Regions from separate parts of the Zea mays genome. Here region 2 is linked to region 1. A link is a contact called in public Hi-C data. All regions are on one chromosome and are shown on one strand. Each heading gives the region's core, a stretch centred on a gene start, on an enhancer-like site or on the middle of the called end of the contact. The rest is flanking DNA. Distances are from core to core; before and after follow the strand shown.

Region 1 (4,672 bases), core at 1,525-4,024:
GGCGGTTCGGAACCTATTTTCATATACGATTTTTAGAACCTCTAGTGGTAGGGCCATGTAGAAATCATTCTTTTCACAAGCAGTTAGTTGAGAACCACCAGCGGAAATAAATTTTTACTGGCGGTTGAGCTAAGAAAAACTGCCAGTGAAAACTGGATTTTCACTGATTGTTGAGGTAACAAATCGCAAGTACAAATCCTTTCCAGAAACACAAAGTGGGTGCAAAAATAGCAAAAAAATATTTTAATTGGGAGAGGCCCCACCAGCAACATTTCTCACGCAAAATTTGTGCGCTATATGGTGGGTAGGAATTGAACACATGACCTCACACTCACATGTTGCCTCCTCTATCACTCCATCCTTCACATACTTGTGTCTGGATTGTGGTTTTGTTCACATATTAGAACAAAACGAGTGTAAATTAATTGTTTGAGGCTATAAACGAATTCAAACGAAAAAAATTCAACTACAAAGTTGATTAACGTTTTAAGTTCTACGACTTTTATTTTAGTACTTTTTCCATCCGAGGTCGTTTGCAAAAAAACATATTTTAAATTTGGCAGATCCAAATGCATTTTTAGAGCCCAAATGATTTCAAATGAAAAAGTTGTCAACTATAAACTTTCATAACTTATAGAGATCTACAACTTTTATTTTGATGGTTTTTTCATACGAAGTCATTTGAAAAACTCAAAAGTCGATGTTGAATTATTTCTATGGGTGGTTCCTTAAGAAAACCACTAGTAAAAATACACAATTTGCACTTACGGTTTTTACGAAAATTGTCGATAAAAATATGTTTCCAGCTATTGTTCCTTGAATCAGGCCGTAAATTTTATTTTACTTGCATTCGATAACCAAAACTGCATGTAAAAGTTATACCTCGGCCGTAGGCATCGAGCCTTTTTCTAGTGGTAGCTAATTATGATATAACTAATTGATTTAATGTAGTAATCTATACTGAGACATCTAATAATTAATGTGAGTAATTGATTTATAAAAATATTAGAGATGTTCTGGAGTCTAGATGACTCTTAATTACAAGAACTTCTGGATATGTTGTTTATGTGTGACCTTTGCCACCCGTACATAAAGAAATAAATACAGCCAAAATCTCTTTACAGCTGAACTGCTGCTTCAGCCAAAGTTAGAGATGGTGCCACCGTGTACATTGTATGTTTTATGTAATAGAGAATGAGTATAATGCATGATATATTATATATCTCTTGCAGCCTGACTATATATCTATCATCTATCTCTCTATATGTATAGTGTCCCTCTGTTAAATTAATTCTATATCTATCTATCTATCTATCTACCTATCTATCTATCTATCACGTGTATTTAACAGAAATGTACTCTAGAGAAGTGTGACGCAAATATGACTAAGAGAGGAATATTTGTTCACTTATCCAGGCACGTTATATATGGAATCAAATTTTCATGCAATAGTTTATTGTATCTCGAACTATAGCCATAAATATTCATAGTTAAGGTTCGTTCATCCAAAGAGTCCGTCCGAATCAATTAGATACGTATCCGATATCTATTATATTTCCTAACAAATACATACCCATTAGGCCATTACGAATCTAGGAGACGGTCACAAACATCACCGGCCGGGTCACAAACGTGTCCTGTGAGTTTAGACTGTCTTCAACAACGTCATCTATATTTATCATCTATATCCGTCATTTACCGACTTTCCTTAAAAAAATCTCTCACCGATATATCTTTATTTCCGGCAGTGTCCTTTATATCTCGTTCTATATACGTAAATATACATATATTAGAGACATATTTTATTTTTATTTTTTTATGCATGTATTTGTTATACTCTTAAACGCATTGTACATATTTTAATTTTACTAAATCTGTTATTTAAAGTATTAAAATGTATAGAGAAAAGGAGAGATAAACTCTCTATATAGAGAATCCTGCAGCGTTTCCTAAATTTATAGAATCATTTAGAGGACGTTGTTGTGTGCATGCGTAGAGGACATGAATCTTATCTAAATTTTAGAGTACATGACGTTTTATCGTGGGTGCTGGAGACCGTCTTATATCTATCTATATGCACCTATGCATGTATTAACATAAATATACTTTGAGAAAAGTCTCACACAAATATGAGAAAATAAAAATATTTAGCCACATATATATTTATGTATTTTATGGAATCAAATTATCATGAAATATACAATTGTATCTCGAACTATAGCCATGGGATCAAGTATAGAGTAAACAATAGGTGTCCCTTCTAATAATAATGACATCTATAGCCCCTACAGATGTAATTAAGAGACGACGGCCACTGGTCATCTATCAGATCACCTGCGTGTTATATGAGACAAAGCATTACTGCTCACATATCTATATCTATATCTATACTTGTATCTATATCTATATCAGAAAATGTATAATATTAGGATTTTGCTTTTATTGTTACATTTCGGATAGATAGCCAATATTGTAATAGGGGCTCTTAAGTGACGACGATTGTTTAGTGCTAACATTTGCACTATGACATAGTAATATGGTGAGAATACAAGAGAAAATCATTAACAATATTTGAAAAATACTAAGTCACATAAATAAAGTGTAGGAACACTTGCAAAAAGCTAGCACATTGAAACAATTTGAAAATGGAGTTTTGGGGGCTATCTTGTGCCTCACTGGATTTATCCGGTAACAAGCCCACACGAAGTACTGCTCACACGATATTTGGGCCGACCTGGAGTTCCTGGCAGTTTGACTATTAGCCCAAGCCGGTTAGACCGCTAGCCCTTTTCGACACATTGGAGCAAGTGAATTCAAAAACCCATGAACGCATAATCTGGTCCTTAGGTTAAGTGGGCCGTTGGGCCTGCTGAACAACAATGGCTGGTAGAATTACAACGGGGCACCAGTCTGACTGCTAGCACGGGAGCATGCACATGAGAGTATGAGACACTACCATATTTTTTGATGAAAAATCAAGTTTGGGACGTCTTTGTATAACACCAGATTAGTCTGTTGTATGAGTCATCGGATAAGTAACGGTGTGTTTGATTATGGAGTTAATTCGAATGCAGAGCAACTCTATTACAGTTTTTGAGAATGGAACCGTTATATTCTATGTTTGACAAATAAACGAAGTCACTCTATTTTTTGTTTGGTAAAAAATAGAATAAAGCGAAGCCGTTATGTTCCTCGTTTGGTTGGAGAGCCATAAAGTGTGGATGGAAGGAGAGGAAGAAGAGGGCTCGTGTTCAGGAGACGGCTCGTGTCCGGTCATTTTGGTGGAACGAGAGCATCTCAACTATTTATATCCCATGTGGAGACTCTAGGAGCTGCTCCGCCCCTTTTTCGTTGGAAATCAAACATATAGAAAATAGGAATGGAGCCGCTTCATTCTCCTCCACTCCTTAACTGAACACACCCTAACAAATCACCAGAGTAACTCGGTTTAGCAGTTTAACGTTGGGAGCTTATTTTCCCGGCCATTGCACGTGAACAGTCAGACTAGCCCCAATAAGCCGATTTGAGTGCCACAGCACATAGGTGTTGTTTGAGAGGTATAAGGACTAGAACTTCTCGCTCCTGTAGTCTACCCCACTATATAATCTACCAGTTTAAACTTAACAAAACCCACACAACCAAATCACCCCACATCCATAACCTCCATTAAATTCACCAAACAAATTACACACAGACTTAATACACCATCAAAACCAATGGTTTAGATCGTTGGATAACCCTCTCTCTCTGACTCACTCAAATCCAATGAACAATATTATTTGAATCATACCTCCCCCTCCCCCGCGACCTCGCCGCCCCCAGCCTCCCCTCCCCCGCATCCCTGCAACCCTCGCCCCCACTCATGCCGCCACCGCCAACCCCTCCCCTCACACTACCACCATCGTTGACCCCTCTCCTTCCCTCTATAGGATCGTAGTGTTATCATGGGCTATATGCTAGTCCTATATGAATAGATGATTGCTCTGTCAGTGGATCTCTTGTCCACATGTTGACATATATACATCCCTAAGGATAAACAAACTTCTCACTCACTTGCTTGACTTGGTGATTGTGTTTGTCGGGATTGGTGAGGATCCAGTTCTTTTCATTTGAGAGTTATAGGGTTGCTCTTTCTACACTAATATTTTCAATTCATTAATTGTGCTTGTGTAGTTGCTTGAGTAGTTTGTCTAGGCTAGTAGTTTGTTTGGTTGCTACTTTAATTCTTGCTCTCTAATCAGTAGTGTAGCTTAGTGTTAGGTCTTGTTAGCTCACCACTTGTTGTTAAGAATGCCTCTTTTAACTTGTGTGCAAGCTACCAGGTTTGGAGTTAAGGTGGGATCCAAGAATGTAGTGACAAGGGAATCACTTATCCAAAAGCAGATTTTAGATATTCTTCATCGATCTAGTTGATAGTGGATCACTGATAAAAGAGAAAGCATTTGCCAAATTTAATGATTTTATGGGATCGGATGTGGAGATTGCAAATTGTTTAGGGAAGCATGCACTATATATAATATGGGAGAAAAATAGTGGCTTTTATAATTGTCTGTCACACTATTAAACATGTTTAGTGTTATTGTTCTTGTAGAAAATTTTAATAGTCTATTGACCCCTCTAAGCGTCCTTAGATCTTTTCAACCGCTATAGCTATTTTTGTTGAAGAATATCA
Region 2 (4,338 bases), core at 222-2,721, 170 kb before region 1:
ATATGTTTTGTAAATGGTGAGATTCGAACTCGCAACCTCTCTCTCACGCATAACCTCCTATACCACTACACTACTACACCAATTATGTTTATATTACGTTTCCATTCCCCATATACTATAACAAATCGAGAGTAATTTGATTATTTAAGGCACTAAATGAGTTCATTTGAAAATATGACCAACTATAAAGTTGCATAACTTTTTGAGATCTAAAAGTTTTATTTTAATAGTTTCTACATCCGAGACCGTTTATAAAATTTGAATTTTAAATTTAAAAACTTCACACGAAATTTTCAATGATAAGATGATTTCAAATCAAAAAATTGTCAACTACAAAGTTTCATTACATTTCAAAACCTACAACTTTTATTTTGATGGTTTTTCCATTCGAGACAGTTTGAAAAATTCAAATTTCAAAATTCAAACATAGTTTTGCATAACAAGATGATTTCAAACTAAAACATTGTCAACTACAAAGTTTCATAACTCTTCAATACCTACAACTTTCATGTTGGTGGTTTTTCCTTTCGAAGTCGTTTTCAAAATTCAAATTTTAAATTTTTTAAATTCAGACGTAGTTTTCGTTGACAATATGACTTCAAATGAAAAAGTTGTCAACTATAAACTTCTATAACTTCTCAAGATCTACAAAGTTTATTTTGGTTGTTTGATAATTTGTTTATCTCAGATGATGGTTCTAACAATATGCACAAATTCTATACGTCTCTCTCGTAGTTTCATAAACTATACGAGAGAGATATGGGTTTTATGAACAAATTTATTTTTATTTTGTCATATGAAGAAATGTTCAATATATAAATTGTACATCATGATGAGTTATACAAATTTGTAGTTGAAAACTTTTTCATTTGAATTAATTTACTACTTTAAAATGTGATTTTTAAATTGACTTTGCCTAGTGTTGGAGAAAAAACACTCGGCAAAGAGCTCTTTGCCGAGTGTTGTATTTGTGACACTCGGCAAAGAGCCCTTTGCCGAGTGTCAAAAAAAGACACTCGGCAAAGAAACTCTTTGCCGAGTGTCAAAAATAAAACACTCGGCAAAGAGCTTCTTCGCCGAGTGTTTTCTTTTACCGAGGGTTTTTTGTGTGGCACTCGGCAAAGAGCTCTTTGCCGAGTGCCCGAAATAAAACACTCGGCAAAGAATATGGCACTCGGCAAAGAGCCAAATTCCGGTAGTGTGTGTAGTGGTGGAGGTGTTATTTGTAAATTAAATAATCAACTAGAGACGTTAGATCTAAAATTAGTGGTGATGATTTAATATGTGCACCATGTGCACCAATCTTCTATGTGCACCGGATATGTCCCCGAAAATTAAATACATGAAGCGAAGAGAGGACTGTTAGTTATCAGAAATAACTAGCAGCAGCTAATCTCGTCAGGAGCAGGATTGGAGGAAAGGAGGCATATATATGGACCACGGCAGTTTGGTCGGTTTGGGATCTCGTTGTACGAACGACGACGTCCCACGTTAGCGTGCGCCCCGGCCGGCCGGCGGCCCCATGCATTCTGCATCGTCATGCATGCATGTCAAAGCTCCTTCAGCCGCCCAGTCAAAGGACACATGCACCATATGTATGCATCAGCTGCGAATTCTAATTTGATATCTTAGATCGAGCTTGCTAGCTAGATCGATGCATGGTGTGGGGTTTAATTAATCTTGTGATCGTATCAGCGAGGGGTACGACGTGACAAGTGGACAAGTGGTGCATGGCAGGCGCATGCATCGTCGTCGACGACGGAGAGAGAGAGAGAGGTGCATGGCAGGCGCATGCATCGTCGTCGACGACGGAGAGAGAGAGAGAGAGAGAGAGAGAGAGCAGCCGGATCGGAAAACAGTTTTGGCAGTTGCATCTGGTTGGACGTACACTATACCGCCGGCCCCGCGAAACCGATCTCCCAGTTGGGACCTTTTCTACTGTTTGGAAAACGACCGGCCGGCCGTGTCAGACGATGGAACGACGACGACGACGGATCGATGTGATAGCGAAGATCGCGCGGGACAAGGCTGCGTGCATCCATGGCATGGCGATAGATGTGTGGGACGGCCCGGCCGGCCGGCGGGTGGCTGATATCGTATCCTCGTCATCATGTGCATGCCGGCAGATCGCAACTACTCCTTTCCGGGGAATTTAAAGCGCTGACGCACCGGAAAACGATCCGTGTCTGGACGCTGTTCCCGGACATAAGCAAACCTTGCGTGCACCCTTTGTACCCACGAGTAATGGCGGCGGTTGCCTGCACCTGCAGCAGCTGATGCTGTTAAAAAGGAAGGGTCACTACTTAGAAACATGACACACAATTTTTTTGAAAAAAAATGAAAGTTAGTTCATTTTCATGCCACTCTATGGCATCAACATGAATTACACAAAAGCTAAGTGGTATATGTATACAGTTATAATCCTAAAAAGAAGTAAAGAACGTGTATCACTACCGGAATCAATAGCTTCGCCGAGTGCCGGAAGCACTCGACGAAGCCTTAAAAACACTCGGCAAAGGCTTTGCCGAGTGTAACACTCGGCAAAGGCTTTGCCGAGTGTAACACTCGGCAAAGAAGGCTCGGCAAACAGTGCATCGGCAAAGACTTCTTTGCCGAGTACTTTTTCTCGGGCACTCGGCGTGGACGGTGCACGACGGCGAACGAGCGTGACGGCGTGGAGGTCGTGAGCGGTTGACGGCGTGGAGGTCGTCGGCGCGGGGTCGTCGGCGGTCGTGGGCGGCGCGCGGGCGCGCGGCGAGCGGCAGGCGCACGGGCGAGCGGGCGCAGGCCGGCGGCGCGTGGCCGGCGGCGAGGGTGGGCGTGGGCGCGACGTCGGCGGCGAGGGTGGGCGCGGGCGTGGGCGCGTGTAGCGAGTGAGCGTGAGTGAGAGAGAGAAGAAGGAGAAGCCGTCGGATCGGCTAAGTTTATGTTCTTTTCCGAGTGCCCGCGATGCGGCACTCGACAAAGATTTTTTTTATTTTTAAAATATGGTTTGCCGAGTGCCAGATCGGCGGCACTCGGCAAAGGCGCCTTCTTTGCCGAGTGCCATCCGGGGGCTCTCGGCAAAGGCTACTTTCCTCTTCTTTGTCGAGTGCCACCCCTGGACACTCGGCAAAGCCTACTTTGCCGAGTGTCAACCACTCGACACTCGGCAAAGTACATTTGTATTTTTTTTTTGTTTTCAGCACCAAACTTTTTGTGGTATGTTTCTAAACTATATAGATCTACATGTATCATTTTGGGACAATTATAACAGTGTTTGCAATATCTAGTAGATTTAGTTCGTTTATTTGAATTTCTTCGGAAAATTCAAATTTGAACTACAGGTCACTCGAAACTTGGAAAACCGTGCATGAAAAATGATATTCATGGTACTTAGCATAAGTTACGACCGATTTCAGAAGCGTACCGGAAACTTCGAGCAACATGCTCACTAAACATGGCTGTGAACTTGGCATCCACGTGTTTAAAAATTGTATAAAACACAAACAAAGTCAGAAAATCATGAAACTTGTCCCCGTGTCATGATATCATATGTATAGGCTGTAATAAAAATTTTAGAGTATTTGGAGAAAGTTGTGAGACACTATGTGTAGAAACCTAAGAGATCCACATTGAAACTCTATGATTTCATGTGTAGTCCTCTTAGGTTTCTACACATAGTGTCTCACAACTTTCTTCAAATACTCTAAAATTTTTATCACAGCCTATACATATGATATCATGACACGGGGACAAGTTTCATGATTTTCTGACTTTGTTTGTGTTTTATACAATTTTTAAACACGTGGATGCCAAGTTCACGGCCATGTTTAGTGAGCATGTTGCTCAAAGTTTCCGGTACGCTTCTGAAATCGGTCGTAACTTATGCTAAGTACCATGAATATCATTTTTTCATGCACGGTTTTCCAAGTTTCGAGTGACCTGCAGTTCAAATTTGAATTTTCCGAAGAAATTCAAATAAACGAACTAAATCTACTAACGATTGAATCTCTGTTATAATTGTCCACAAATGATACATGTAGGTCTACATAGTGTAGGAACATACCACAAAAAGTTTGGGAGACAAAATCAAAAAAATAAAAATATACTTTGTCGAGTGTCTAGAGATGACACTCGGCAAAGAGGTCTTTGACGAGTGCTAGATGTGTGACACTCGGCAAAGAATCCTCTTTGCCGAGTGCCAGCCGCTGGCTCTCAGCAAAGACTGACGGCCGTCAGCTTTGGGACGGCCGTTGACGGCCCTTTGCCGAGAGCCCCCTTTGCCGAGTGTTTGACACTCGGCAAACTAGTCTTTGCCGAGTGTCGTCCTGTGCCGAGTGTCCAGCACTCGGTAAA

Evidence for each region. A called contact is a pair of places that touch in the nucleus more often than the background predicts.
Region 2: a contact with region 1 is called in a Hi-C map of leaf, with 3 times the contacts expected there. The contact joins two enhancer-like sites. A contact is called at or near these places in 3 of 25 Hi-C or Micro-C datasets (ear and leaf).

What each region holds. Positions count from the first base shown.
Region 1 is chr2:64,559,838-64,564,509 of Zm-B73-REFERENCE-NAM-5.0, reverse strand. No RefSeq gene overlaps it. Among protein-coding and RNA genes, the nearest start is that of LOC103646537, 22 kb to the left of the region's middle. Within about 2 kb of position 2,774, at least 17 of the 20 cell types and tissues checked have an H3K27ac peak or open chromatin away from gene starts, as enhancers often do. A contact at or near this core is called in leaf, where this site is marked.
Region 2 is chr2:64,730,759-64,735,096 of Zm-B73-REFERENCE-NAM-5.0, reverse strand. No RefSeq gene overlaps it. Among protein-coding and RNA genes, the nearest start is that of LOC100285811, 24 kb to the right of the region's middle. Within about 2 kb of position 1,471, at least 10 of the 20 cell types and tissues checked have an H3K27ac peak or open chromatin away from gene starts, as enhancers often do. A contact at or near this core is called in leaf, where this site is marked.